3 separate regions of the Sus scrofa genome follow, and all the other regions are linked to region 1. The links are chromatin contacts, called in public Hi-C maps. All regions are on one chromosome and are shown on one strand. Each heading gives the region's core, a stretch centred on a gene start, on an enhancer-like site or on the middle of the called end of the contact. The rest is flanking DNA. Distances are from core to core; before and after follow the strand shown. Region 1 holds the start of RBPMS (RNA-binding protein with multiple splicing). Region 2 overlaps GTF2E2 (general transcription factor IIE subunit 2). Region 3 overlaps RBPMS (RNA-binding protein with multiple splicing).

Region 1 (4,092 bases), core at 1,116-3,615:
AATATCATTCAAGCCCTAGAATCAATGCCTGGTAAGAATGCGTTCATCCATTCAAAAGTAATTATTAAGCACCTACTATGTGTGAGGCCCTGTCTAGATGTCCGTAACACAAGAATAAACAAGCCAGACAAGGATCCTCTCACAGAACTTATTTTCATTTTTTATTCCCGAGGTTTCTGACTTTTAACAATGGACAAGGTGCCAGCCTGGCTCAAAGACAAAGGAAGCAGATTCTGTCTGAGATTAAGCCACATTTCCTCGGGTGGGAGGAGGGAGGCTCTCCCCGCACCCTAGAATCACACAATATCCACCTACTCACAAATGGAGTCTGACAAGGACTACCAATCCCTGGGTCAATTGTTATTTTTCTTGGGCCTCTGCCAGGCTCCAGCAAGACAATGCCTTTCTGTGGAGTGTGTTCAGCAACAGGCAGAAATGGCCAAGGAGGGCAAAGTGCTGGCATTACTTGTCAGCACAGGGGCCCAAGACCACCACTCAGCCATTGCCCAGGAAGACAGTGCCCCCTTGTGGTTCCTCATATAACCGAGGGAGGAACTAGAAGAGGAAAAGGGCCATTTCAGTTTCCAGATTAACAGTACCCTGGCCTCTTCTGAAGGTCAATTGCAATTTCAATAGATTCTCAGTTTATTTTCATCCAGGGGACACTTTTTATTTTTTATTTTTTTCCGTAGAGAGAAATGACATCAGGACAGCAATGAACTCTCTTCATCAAAATCTCTCGACTTCCCCTCAACCCCAGAAAAATCCAATATGTAAATCCAAGGATCACTACTGGTTTTTCTCTTCGTCATGCTCTGAAAGCAAATATTTTCTTTGCTTTCTACAATTTGAACCAGGATCTCTGATGATGTTGCCTTGGAGTCGTCTGGGGTATCTCGTCTCCACCGACACCACTTTTAATGCCCTAAAAGCAGAAGCCTTATCTTCAATTTCTGCCGCCATCCCATCCCACTTCTAGGAGCACTTAAACCAGTTAAGGGTAAAGAATGTGGGGTGGGGGAGGGGCGGGGTCAAGACAAACAGTGAAGCAAGCAAGCTGATTAGAAATTGTGATTGGTGCGGTGCGGGGAGAGAATTCCTAGGAGTGAGAAGTGAGAGAGAGCCTACCGAAGTTTGGAGGTTTAAACTTAGGTGTTTGTAGCAGTCACTTGAGTGGAAAGCATAAATGACACCATATTGGAAAAGTTCTGGATGGCTCAGGAAAAATGGAAATTTCCTTCATAAAGCCAGTTTCCATGTATTGTAAACTTAACTGGGTCAGAATGGGTGCCAGGTGCTATAGTTTTATCTATCAACCGATAATCTCCTCTAATAGCAAACTCCTGGGCGATAAATAGAACTCCTAGTTCACAGAGAAGGAAACGGAAACCAAGGCAGTTCTTCCTTCCAAGCCTGGTGCGTAAACAAGCGTTGTGCACTGACCTAGATGCCGGGTCTCCCTTCGTCTCTAAGCTGCTCTGACCCTCTGAATATCTTGTCTTGTCCTCCAGCTTGTCTAGCAGTGAGGAACATTTCCCTCGGCCAACAAATATTTATTGAGTGCGTACTATACACCACGTAGCCTATTAAAAAAACCCAACAACCCAAACCAAACCCGTGGGATTTGAAAGGTAAAGAGGGCTGGGTCTTGCCTTCCAAGAAGGATCTCTTCAGGAGAGTAAGAGAGGCAGCCAGGTAAACAAATAATTCCAGGATAGTCAGATAAGGGCTCTAGAGGAGTCTGAACAGGGGCCAGCCGGTGCGGGGAGGCTGGAAAGGTTTTTGAGGACCCGGCGTCGGACGTGGGTCTGAGGCTGTGCCCTGAAAACGCTGGCCTGGAGTGGGCTGCCCCCGGATGTCACTCGATTTCTCGCATCCTGTCATTTCAAGCTGCCGACTAGGAGAGGTAGAACCAGGTCTAAGCTGGTATTGAAAAGGCGGGGTAGGGGTGCGAATGCCTCGTGAAGAGTAAAGGAGCAAAAGTGACAACTCACACTCCCCGGTCCCCGCGCGGGCAGGGCCGGGCTCCCCGAAGCCCCTCTTCAAGGGAGTGCAGCGCCCGGCTGGGCCACCGGGGCCCCCAGGGGCAGGGCAAACGGGGGACCTAACCTTTCTCCTCTCCCCTCTTCGGCCCTCGCCCAGCGACCTACCGCGGAGTCGGGGGCTCGGGTCGGTCGCTTCCGCCCGGCGCGCGCCATCCGGCCGCCTGGCAGCAGCCCTCCGCGCAGCCCCTCCTCCTGCGGGGGGCTTTGCCGTCCCGCGTCCCGTCCCTCCGGGCTCTAGCCTGCAGCCCACATCCAGGGAGGGCGGAGGGAGGAGGAGGAGGGGAGGGAGGAGAGAGGGGAGGAGGAAGGCAGGCGAGAGAAGGGGAGCTGCTTGGAGCCCGTACTTTCCAGAGCCAGCCAGGAGCGCGCACTCAGCGGCTCTCCGGGTCCCAGCCGCGCCCCGCTACCCCGCACCTCCTCCTCCTGCTCCTCTCCGGGTACCCCTCGCCCCCTCCTTCCAGCAGCTGCTACCTCGGGCGGCGGCTGCCCCCGAGCCTCTACTCAGCCACATCCCCAACTCTGGGCTCACTCCTGGGACGCGCGTCCTCGCCCCATCCTTTCTTCCTTCCTTCCCTCACGCCCGCCCGCCCTCTCCAGGTCTCCCTCCTGGGTCCCGATTGTCTCCGTCCCCTTCTCTGTCCGCCGGCGCCTAGCCCTGCCCCGTCCTCTCCCTCGCACTTCCTGAGTCGCCCGCCGCCGCAGTCTCGCCGCGGGACCCCGAGCCGGAGCCCCAGCCAAGCCGCCACAGCCCCGGCTCCAGCCCCCGCTGCCCGCGGCGCCCGGGGAAGGGAAAAGTGGGCGAGCTCGCCCTCGCCCAGCCCCGCGCCCCAACCCTGCCCGGCGAGGGAGGACCGGGAAGATGAACAACGGCGGCAAAGCCGAGAAGGAGAACACCCCGAACGAGGCCAACCTTCAGGAGGAAGAGGTACGGTGAGGTGGTGGGTACGGGCTGGGACGGCAGCCGCGGGTCTTTTCCAAAGTGCCGGCGGCTGGCGGGGCGCGGGTCCCCGGGCGCCGGGCTGCGCCGGGGAGGGGGCGCCGCGGTCGAGGGTTTGGGAATCGTCCTGGCTCCTTGAAGCAGCCCCAGGCTGTGGCCCGGGGAGAGTGTATCCTCACCGAGTGTGTTTTTGTGGGTCCACGCGCGTCTGTGTGCCTACAATTGCGTAACTTTGAGGACTTTCCTGAGACCTTTTGTAAGTATAATGCCCAGCTTTGTTTGCACCGGATTTTAAAAGCGGAATCGAGAGCTGACTCCTGGGTGACCTCAGATTATTGAGACCGGGAGGGTCAGCACTTAGTTCTGCGTCTGGGGCTGGAAGTTGTGGGGTGTGTTTGTGTGGTTTAAGGAAGAAACTCGGGGAAAGTTCTCCTTAAAAGACTCCTTCGGTTCCCTGCCCCCTCCCTTTCAACGTGAAAAGTTTCTTAGTGAAATATCTTTCCAGCTGAGGCATTTTGGATTAATAGATAACTCATCAGCCGCATTCTTCTCTGATGAGTCTAAGACCCCAACCTGAGTAATTAGGTTTTGTAAATTTAGGGGCGTTGCGGTTGTGGGGAACAGAAGACGAGAGTTTCAAACTTTGCAATTCATTAAGTGATCATCCAGGCTATTTTAATGGAACTTGAACGTCTGAGCGTAAATTTTGTGGTGGGTCTGTAACAAGGATAAAAATGTTGCAGCTGAGGAGCGTTCCTTTGGTAGAAAAAAAAAATTCAGTAAATGTAGAAGGGAACTCTAGAACAAACGTTCCAGAATTTTGTAGTTGAAATATTTGTGATAGCCTGTTCAGTGGCTCTGGTTCCTATAGGTACGTTGTCTGGAGTCCAGTAAACAATATTTTTCACCCTGTCTTTTAAAAGCCCACGAAATTGACTTCTTAAACATGCTAAAGGGAATTTTAGAGTGTATATAGATGCAAGAAAGTATGCAATCTAAATAATGACCTATAAAACATTCTTATAGGTATTGCATCCTAATGTATAAGGTTAACAGAAAGGCAAACTGATTCTAAAGCGCTAGGCTATTGATGATTATGGAGATACTACG
Region 2 (4,092 bases), core at 1,093-3,592, 220 kb after region 1:
GATCTCACAGGATCCCAAATTTAATTAATTTTTCATGTATGGAGGGACAGAAAACGCTCAGCTGACACAGGTACAAAGAGAAATAAACTGGTTTGGATTTCATAAAATCACTGCAAGAAAATACAAATTAAAATCAAGATAATTTTTATTTTTTGTGAGGCTGGCAAAGTCAACTAAAAACATCTAATACTGGTGAGGGTAAAGAAATGGATACCTTCACATATTCCTTTTTTTTTTTTTTTCTTTTTAGGGCCACACCCATGGCATATGGAAGTTCCCAGGCTAAGGGTTGAATCAGAGCTGTAGCTGCTGTCCTACACCACAGCCACAGCAATGCCAGATCCAAGCTGTCTCTGTGACCCACAACACAGCTCACAGCAACACCGGATCCTTAACCCACTGAGTAAGGCCAGGGATTCAACCCGTGTCCTCATGGATACTAGTTGGATTCCACTGCGCCACAACAGGAACTCCCCCTTATCATACTCTGCTGTGAAGGAGTAAAGTGGCCCAAACAAAATGATGTAAACTTTATGACGGATGTTAGGCATGATACTGAAAATTTTTCAAATATGCCTTTTTAAAAATATTTTTATTTTATGGCCACGCCCACGGCATATGGAAGTTTTCAGGCCAGAGACTAAAATCTGAGCCACACCTGCGGCAATGTTGGATCCTTTAACCCACTGCACCAGACCAGGGATTGAACCCACACCTCCGCAGCAACCTGAGCCACTGCAGTTGGATTCAAATATGCCTTATCTTTTTTGTCTTTTTGCCTTTTCTAGGGCCGCTCCTAAGGCATACGGAGGTTCCCAGGCTAGGGGTCAAATCGGAACTGTAGCCACCGGCCTACCCCAAAGCCACAGCAAGGCCGATCTGAGCCGCATCTGCCACCCACACCACAGCTCAGGGCAATGCCAGATCCTTAACCCACTGAGCAAGGCCAGGGATCGAACCTGTGACCTCATGGTTCCTAGTCGGATTCGTTAACTACTGAGCCACGATGGGAACTCCAAATATGCCTTATCTTTTGACCCACCAACTATATTTAAGAAAACTACAATAAGGAGATAATCAGGCAACTGTATATGTATTTATGTGCAAGGATTGGACATCACTTATAATAATAGCACATAGCAAAAAATAAAACAAAACTAAATTTCTCTCTGTGGAGCATCAGAAAAAGTGTTTTAAAGTATGTCCATATCTGGAATAACATTAATATACTTATTAAAGAAGAATGACCTGAAACAGCACTAGAGCACCAAAGGGAGTAGCTACTGGGAGGACTCCTGATTCTCAAGATAAAGTTGAAGTCATCTAAGCTTCCAGGCAGAAAAGAGCAAGTTACTGGCAATGGGGGGAAAGTAAGATTGTCATCAGCCTTCTTACTGGGAACACCACCTAACATTATTTAACTGTAAAAGATGAGTGCCCCCAAATGTCAAACTGACTCTGCTTCTCCACTATCTAACCAACTACAGATCCAGTGGGTCAAAAGCCAGATAGCTAAGCAAAGCATACCTATGAGTAAGATTAACACATCTAGTATTCTGGTACTAGTTCATATTTTTAATGCTACTAATAATAGCTAAACCTACTGTTACTATTAGTCTTACTATGTGCCAGGCTCTACGTTCTTACTATGTTCCAAGCTCTAAGCACATTTTTTTATTTATATAGTCTTTTTAGGACCGCACCCACGGCATATGGAGGTTCCCAGGCTAGGGGTCGAATAGGAGTTACAGCTGCCAGCCTACACCACAGCCACAGCAACAGGGGATCTGAGCCGCATCTGCGACCTACACCACAGTTCATGGCAACGCCAGATCCCTGACCCACTGAGTGAGACCAGGTATCAAACCCTCATCCTCATGGATACTAGTCAGATTCATTTCCACTGCACCACAAGAGGAACTCTTTCTGCACTTTTATTTTATATGAACCTCATGAGAACCACTGAAGTAAACACCATTATTCCTATTTTATAAACAAAGAAACACAGAAAGGGGTCATATGCATCTTTCCTAAGCTAGTAAGGAGTGATCCTACAGGTTGACCACTCAGACCATCCTCTTGCCACTGCATTTAAACTGCCCCTAAATGAATAAGATCCTGATTTAAGGAAATAATCACCTTTGTGAAACACAACACATACCTAGGTCCAACTACCCTACGTTCACTAATCTATATAATTTTTCAAAGTACTACACAAGACTCTCTGCTTAGTTGTGCTAATCACATTTCTGTATATTTGCTTCTATTACACACAGAAGCATGACTGAAAGCTTGTTTGTTCACTCAAGAGTTCCTCTCTATGGCTAAGACTGCCACCTAGTGGGCTAAAACAAAAATCCTCATCTGCATAATTGAGCCAACATTTTGGGGAGCAAGATACAAAAAAAGAGGGAGCTCCTCCTGTTGTGGCTCAGTGGTAATGAACCCGACTAGTAACCATGAAGATGCAGGTTCTCTCCCTGGCCTCATTCAGTGGGTTAAGGATCTGGCATTGCTGTGGCCATGGTGTAGGTTGTAGACACAGCTCTGATCCTGCGTTGCTGTGGCTGTGGCATAGGCCAGCATCTATAGCTTCAATTCAAACCCTAGCCCGGGAACTTTCATATGCCACACATGAGGCCCTAAAAAGCAAAAATGAAAATAAAAATAAATATGAAAAAAAGAGACAGATGGACAGTGAGAAAGACAAATGTTGGGAGTTCCCGTTGTGGCACAGCGCTTAACAAATCCGCCTAGGAACCATGAGGGTGCGGGTTCGACCTCTGGCCTCACTCAGGGGGTTAAGGATCTGGCGTTGCCGTGAGCTGTGGTGTAAGTCACAGACTTGACTCAGATCTGGTGTTGCTGTGGCTCTGGCATAGGCCGGCAGCTGTAGCTCCAAATGAACCCCTAGCCTGGGAACCTCCATATGCCGCAGGTTCGGCCCTAGAAAAGACAGTCAAAAAAAACAAAAAAGACAAATGTTAAGATATGTATCAATTTACAATAGATCGCTGGAAACACATGATTTACCTCATTAACAAAAAAACTTTTTTTTTTCTTTTCAGGGTTGCACTTTTGGCATATGGAATTTCTCAGACTAGGGGTAGAGACAGAGGTGCAGCTGCAGGCCTACGCCACAGCAACATCAGATAGGAAATGCATCTGCAACCTACACTGCATAGCTCACATGAACACCGGATCCTTAACACATGAGTGAGGCCAAGGATAGAAACCACATCCTCGCAGACACTATATGTCAACTTTTTTTTTTTTTTTTTTCTCTTTTTAGGGCCATGCCCACAGCATATGGAGGTTCCCAGGCTAGGGGGTCCAATCGGAGCTGTTGCTGCCAGCCTACACCACAGCCACAGCAACGACAGATCTAAACCGCATTTGAGACCTCCACCACAGCTCACATCAACGCCGGATCCTTAACCCACTGAGCAAGGCCAGGGATTGAACCCACAACCCTGTGGTTCCTAGTCAGATTCGTTTCTGCTGTGCCACGATGGGAACTCCTTTGTCAACTTCTTTACCCACTGAGTCACAACAGGAACACTCCGTTTTTTAAATTAAGTGATTCACACAATACCAACACTTTCTTCTAAAAGAACAATGTCCTACCTCTGAGGTTCCCATGGGTGGCTGTGACCCCACCCCCCAGGGTCTCTGCAGCACTGTATGAACACCACAATGACATACTGTATGACATGTGTCATTTGTGTACCCATGTCGTTCCTCCCTCAGTTTGGGCGCAGGGACAGAAACTTTACTCACTTTGCTATCACTTATATCACTGAATGTGCCTAATAAAAGAATGCATGAAAAGAAGCTTGAAGACAATGTATCTTAATGTTTCTCTGTTTTATAAATGTAAACTGTACCTTTAATATAATTCTCAACCTAGGTGATTCTGCTCCCCAGGAACTTTTAGTAATGTGTGGATACCTTTTTGGTTGTCACAGTCAGGCATCTAAAGTAGCCGGGGATGTTGCTAATCATCCCACAGTGCACTGTGGCAACCTGGACACCAAAAAAAATTATCCAGCTCCAAATGTCAATACTGCCAGGGCTGAAAAACCCTGCTTC
Region 3 (4,092 bases), core at 599-3,098, 160 kb after region 1:
GGCCCCGGGTACCTCCCCAGCTCCCAGCCAGCCAGAGGGCGTCACCAGAGCCTAGCCGTGTATGCCGGCTCTGGACGGGCTGCAGAGGGAGGCATGCACTGGCCATAGGAGTTTTGTGTCTGCGTGTGTTTTCTGTGTGTTGAGATTCTGCTCTCGTGTTCTGTGTGATCTAGTGACGAAGGAGAAAGTTGGAAGTTTCTGGGAGGAAGATTATATGCTATCATGCATACGTCAAAGGAAAGATGAAGGGTTTCTTTTTTCTATTTTTAAGAGACCTTGTAGAAAAGGAGGTACGATGTAGTGTAATTGTAGGTTAAGGTGGAGGTGTCTCTTCTGACCAGCTTTCTTTCTTAAGAATAGCCTTTGTTTGGGAGTTTCTGTCATGGCTCAGCGGTTAGCGAACTTGACTAGCGTCCAAGAGGGCATGGGTTCGATCCCTGGCCTCATGCAGTGGGTCAAGGATCTGGCGTTGCCATGAGCTGTGGTGTACGTTGTAAATGTGGCTCAGATCCTGCATTGCTGTGGCTGTGACGTAGGCCGGCGGCTATAGCTCTGATTGGACTCCTGGCCTGAGAACCTCCGTATGCCTCGGATTTGGTCCTAAAAAGAGAAAAAGACCAAAAAAAAAAAAAAAAAAAAAAAAAAGAATAGCCTGCATTTGGAGTTTCCACTGTGGTGCAGTGGGTTGAGGACCTGGCATTGTCTCTATGGTGGCTCAGGTCACTTCTGAGACAAGGGTTTGATCCCTAGCCCGGGAACTTCCATATGCCACGGGTATGGCCAAAAAAAAAAAAGAGTAGCCTGACTTTTATAAATAGACTCCTTTGTTTCTTCACAAAGATTGCTGTCTACATATCAAAGATTGCTCTTCCCTTAGAAAAAAAATGCTTCTCTGAGCTTTGGTTTTAGTGCAAGTAGTAGTCTTCAATATTAAGAGTCAGGCTGATGATCAATAGCAAATACGATAGAAAGACTGTAGCTTTCATTTGTCTTATTGCATGTGTAACTCCCACAAGCCGGAAAGCCTGCTTTTAAAAACCCATCAGCCTGGAGATGTGGGGGTTTTGTCTGTTTTGTTTCGTGTTTACTTACAAGGCTGGATGATAGGAACAGCTTCCCAGAAGACCCTTCTGACTTAAAACTCTTTCATGTTGTATAGGACACTGGCGGCCCCAGAGAGGCTTCTTGCAGGCGGCCAGGGGTCAGGGGCATTACTAGATGGCCGTCCTTCCGTTCTCTTTCGGCTCAGTTGTCAGTGTTCCGGGCACGCGTGGACAGCCCGGGTGGCTGGGCCTCGTGAGTGACTGCCCTCTGTGTTGGGGGAGGGCATAGGAAGTAGTAAAGTAGTGAAGAAAAAAGGTGGTGGTGGTGAGAGTTCTTGGCCCAGAAAACAGAAGTACCAAGGTTCTTCTGAGACTCTCTACCTCATTTCTGGATTCTCAGCGCTTTTGGCCTTTCCTTCCCCTGCTGCTTTATTTCCTCCTTTGTCCGTGTCAGCACTTGGTCACCCCTGCCACAGTAGGTGGCCGGGGAGTAAGGGAGGAAAGTAAACCCGCACATACCTCCTGCTGACTTCTCAGGATGCCGGTCGTGGCCTCAGGGATAATTGTGTACATGCTTTGAAGCAACTCAAAAAGTGTTCCCTGCTTGTCATCCACCCCACCATCCATGGATACATGGTCCCACCCCTTCCTTTCTCTGGACTGCCTAAATACAGATCAATTGGCCATTGAGGCAAATATTGATGATACCATGAAATGGTGCCGAGTTTGCACGGTCTTCCAGCCCTCCATGACTTTGGTTAATTGGCAGCAAAGGCTTTCACCTTTGCCCTGGAAAAGCAAGATTTGAAGACGGGCAAAGGGGACTGGGATTGGTGGCTTTTGGCCATGACATCTGGGTCATTTGCCCTTGCTTCATTTATACCACAGATGCAATCACAAGGCATTCTGGTGCTATGGTGGGAGAAAGAACTAAAAATAAAAGGCCTTAAGAGATTAGAAAGCCCAGGGCAGGAGTTTCCATTGTGGCTCAGCAGGAACAAACCTGATTAGTATCCATGAGGATGTGGGTTCCATCCACGGCCCTGCTCAGTGGGGTAAGGATCTGACGTTGCTGTGGCTATAGTGTAGGCCAGCAGCTGCAGCTCCAATTTAGTTCCTAGCCCCAGGGACTTCCATATGCTGTGAGTGTGGCCCTTAAAAAATAAATAAATTAAAATACAGAAATCCCGTTGTGTTGTAAGAAAGGATGGGGAGAGATAGTGCTGAGATTAGATGGACTGACTCGACCACTATGACTTAATGGGATGTCTTGCCCCTGGTGTCACCTTCCCCGTGAGCTCTTCCTTGATCTTGAGACTTGCCCAACTTGGAATCCGCTTGGCATGGCCACGTCAGTCCTAGAGTTGGTGGGACTCTCATCTGGCACCGGTGGGATCCTTCTGCTCAACCTCCCCTTCCTGTTTGGAGTCACTCCCAGTGCAGGCTTGGGTTCCACATCCTAGAGACTGGTGAACACATATGGTTCTTTAAATGTCTTTGTCCAGTATGAGAATCAGAAAAATGAACTGGGAGAAACTTTACAAATCAGCTGGTTTGACCCATTTGACAGATGAGGAAACAGGCCGGAGAAGATGGAAAGAATTGTCCAAAGGCACAAGTGGCTCTGCCATGACCGGAGCCAGGTCACCTGCCTCCCGCCTCTTTCCACAGCTCAGTGCTGGCTCACCAGAGACTAATTCTTTGACGGAATTTTGGAAAGGCCTTGCTCCAGTGCTCCTTGGATCTTTCCTCTCTAAGTAGATGGCAAGCCTGTAAGAAGAGACTTGAAGGCAGAAACAAGGGAATCAGAACTTCCCCTGCACCCAAAGGGCCTAAGAGACTTTTTATTATCTGGAGGTAGAGTAGAGGGAAGGCCAGAGTGGATAATTCCGTTTTTGTTTTGGAAATCATTATGATTATGTCTTTGAAGATCAGCTCTTAAATAATTTTGCTTTTTCTTAGCAATGTTGTGCTCTGTTTTGAGACATGGATTTTTTTTTTCTTCTAGTGTTTCTCTCCTGAGGCAAAGCCCAACACACCTGTCTTTTGTCCACTTCTCCAGCAAATTAGATTTGTCTCTGGGAATGTGTTTGTAACATATCAACCTACTGCAGACCAGCAGAGGGAGCTCCCATGTTGAATTTGCTCATTAGCTATTCCCCACCTCCACCCCCTCCAACCTTTGGCAAAAACTACTTCTTGGTTAACATTTGAGAGATTTCAATAAAAGTTTTAATTAGAGCAAAACTGATCTCAAGCAGACTGCAGCGTTTTGTTTTCACGGTGATGCGATGCTGGAGCTAAGGTGTTATCTCTGACTGAGATTCTGGGCGAGCTGGGCGCGGGACACTAAGCCTCCGTGATGTGGGAGAAGGATGCAGGGCAGCGCAGGGAGACCCGGTCCCGTGTCTTTCCTGGGCTCCTGAACCCTCAACAGTTGCCTGTTCGAAGATTCTCGTTCTAGCATCCATTTGTGACACATCTGCCAGGAGGTCTCGCTCCAGCGGGGATGGATGTGTTTTTTCCAGTCTGTCTGATCCAGAAGGAGGAGGACCCAGGAGAGACAGGAACTGTCACAGAAAAGGAGCTACGTCATATTTCTGCTTCTCTCCAGCTTCCGTCTGTGGTCTGGTGCCAACATCCTCTCCAGTGAAGGTGCTTATTTTCAACATCCAATCCTTTTTTTTTTAAAGAATAACTGGATGAGGTGATAGGACTGTAAGCCTCAGCGCTGCCTTGTCACTTTTAGAGACGGAAGAACAGCTCGGTGCAACATCTGAAAAAACGTGCATCCTGCTTACTTTCACTGTCATTGGTAGTTGGCAATGATTCAATATATTATGTGAGTCACTAGAGCAGGAGATGAAGGTTTCGCTCATGAGTTTTAGGAAACTTATAACTCTGAAGAGAACTGACAAATGTTCCTCTCACCTCCTCTTCCCACACCTCAGCTTTTTAAGTCTAGGTTCATTTTTGCCTTTAGTCTGGTTGCTGATGGGGCTGAGAGAAAGTCAATAGAATGAAATGTCCTTGCTCCATTCTAGAAACA

What was found. Hi-C and Micro-C count contacts between places; a contact is called where the count stands out from the background.
Region 2: a Hi-C map of fetal liver shows a contact between it and region 1, with 2.4 times the contacts expected there. The contact joins the enhancer-like site here to the promoter of RBPMS in region 1. A contact is called at or near these places in 1 of 5 promoter capture datasets (liver), 13 of 47 Hi-C or Micro-C datasets (alveolar macrophages, embryonic fibroblasts, fetal heart ventricle and 9 more) and 1 of 2 datasets of contacts at active chromatin or transcription factors (skeletal muscle).
Region 3: a contact with region 1 is called in a Hi-C map of liver, with 3 times the contacts expected there. The contact joins the enhancer-like site here to the promoter of RBPMS in region 1. A contact is called at or near these places in 6 of 47 Hi-C or Micro-C datasets (embryonic fibroblasts, fetal heart ventricle, heart right ventricle and 2 more) and 1 of 2 datasets of contacts at active chromatin or transcription factors (skeletal muscle).

The regions. Positions count from the first base shown.
Region 1 is chr15:54,723,686-54,727,777 of Sscrofa11.1, reverse strand. RBPMS (RNA-binding protein with multiple splicing) reads left to right here and starts at 2,365. Exons shown (of 9, transcript XM_021074872.1): 1 at 2,365-2,970. The coding sequence starts at 2,905.
Region 2 is chr15:54,505,586-54,509,677 of Sscrofa11.1, reverse strand. All of the region lies in intron 7 of GTF2E2 (general transcription factor IIE subunit 2), which reads right to left. Among named protein-coding and RNA genes, the nearest start is that of SMIM18, 42 kb to the right of the region's middle. Within about 2 kb of position 2,342, at least 9 of the 83 cell types and tissues checked have an H3K27ac peak or open chromatin away from gene starts, as enhancers often do. A contact at or near this core is called in fetal liver, where this site is marked.
Region 3 is chr15:54,563,602-54,567,693 of Sscrofa11.1, reverse strand. The region is part of intron 6 of RBPMS (RNA-binding protein with multiple splicing); the gene reads left to right. Among named protein-coding and RNA genes, the nearest start is that of SMIM18, 100 kb to the right of the region's middle. Within about 2 kb of position 1,848, at least 5 of the 83 cell types and tissues checked have an H3K27ac peak or open chromatin away from gene starts, as enhancers often do. A contact at or near this core is called in liver, where this site is marked.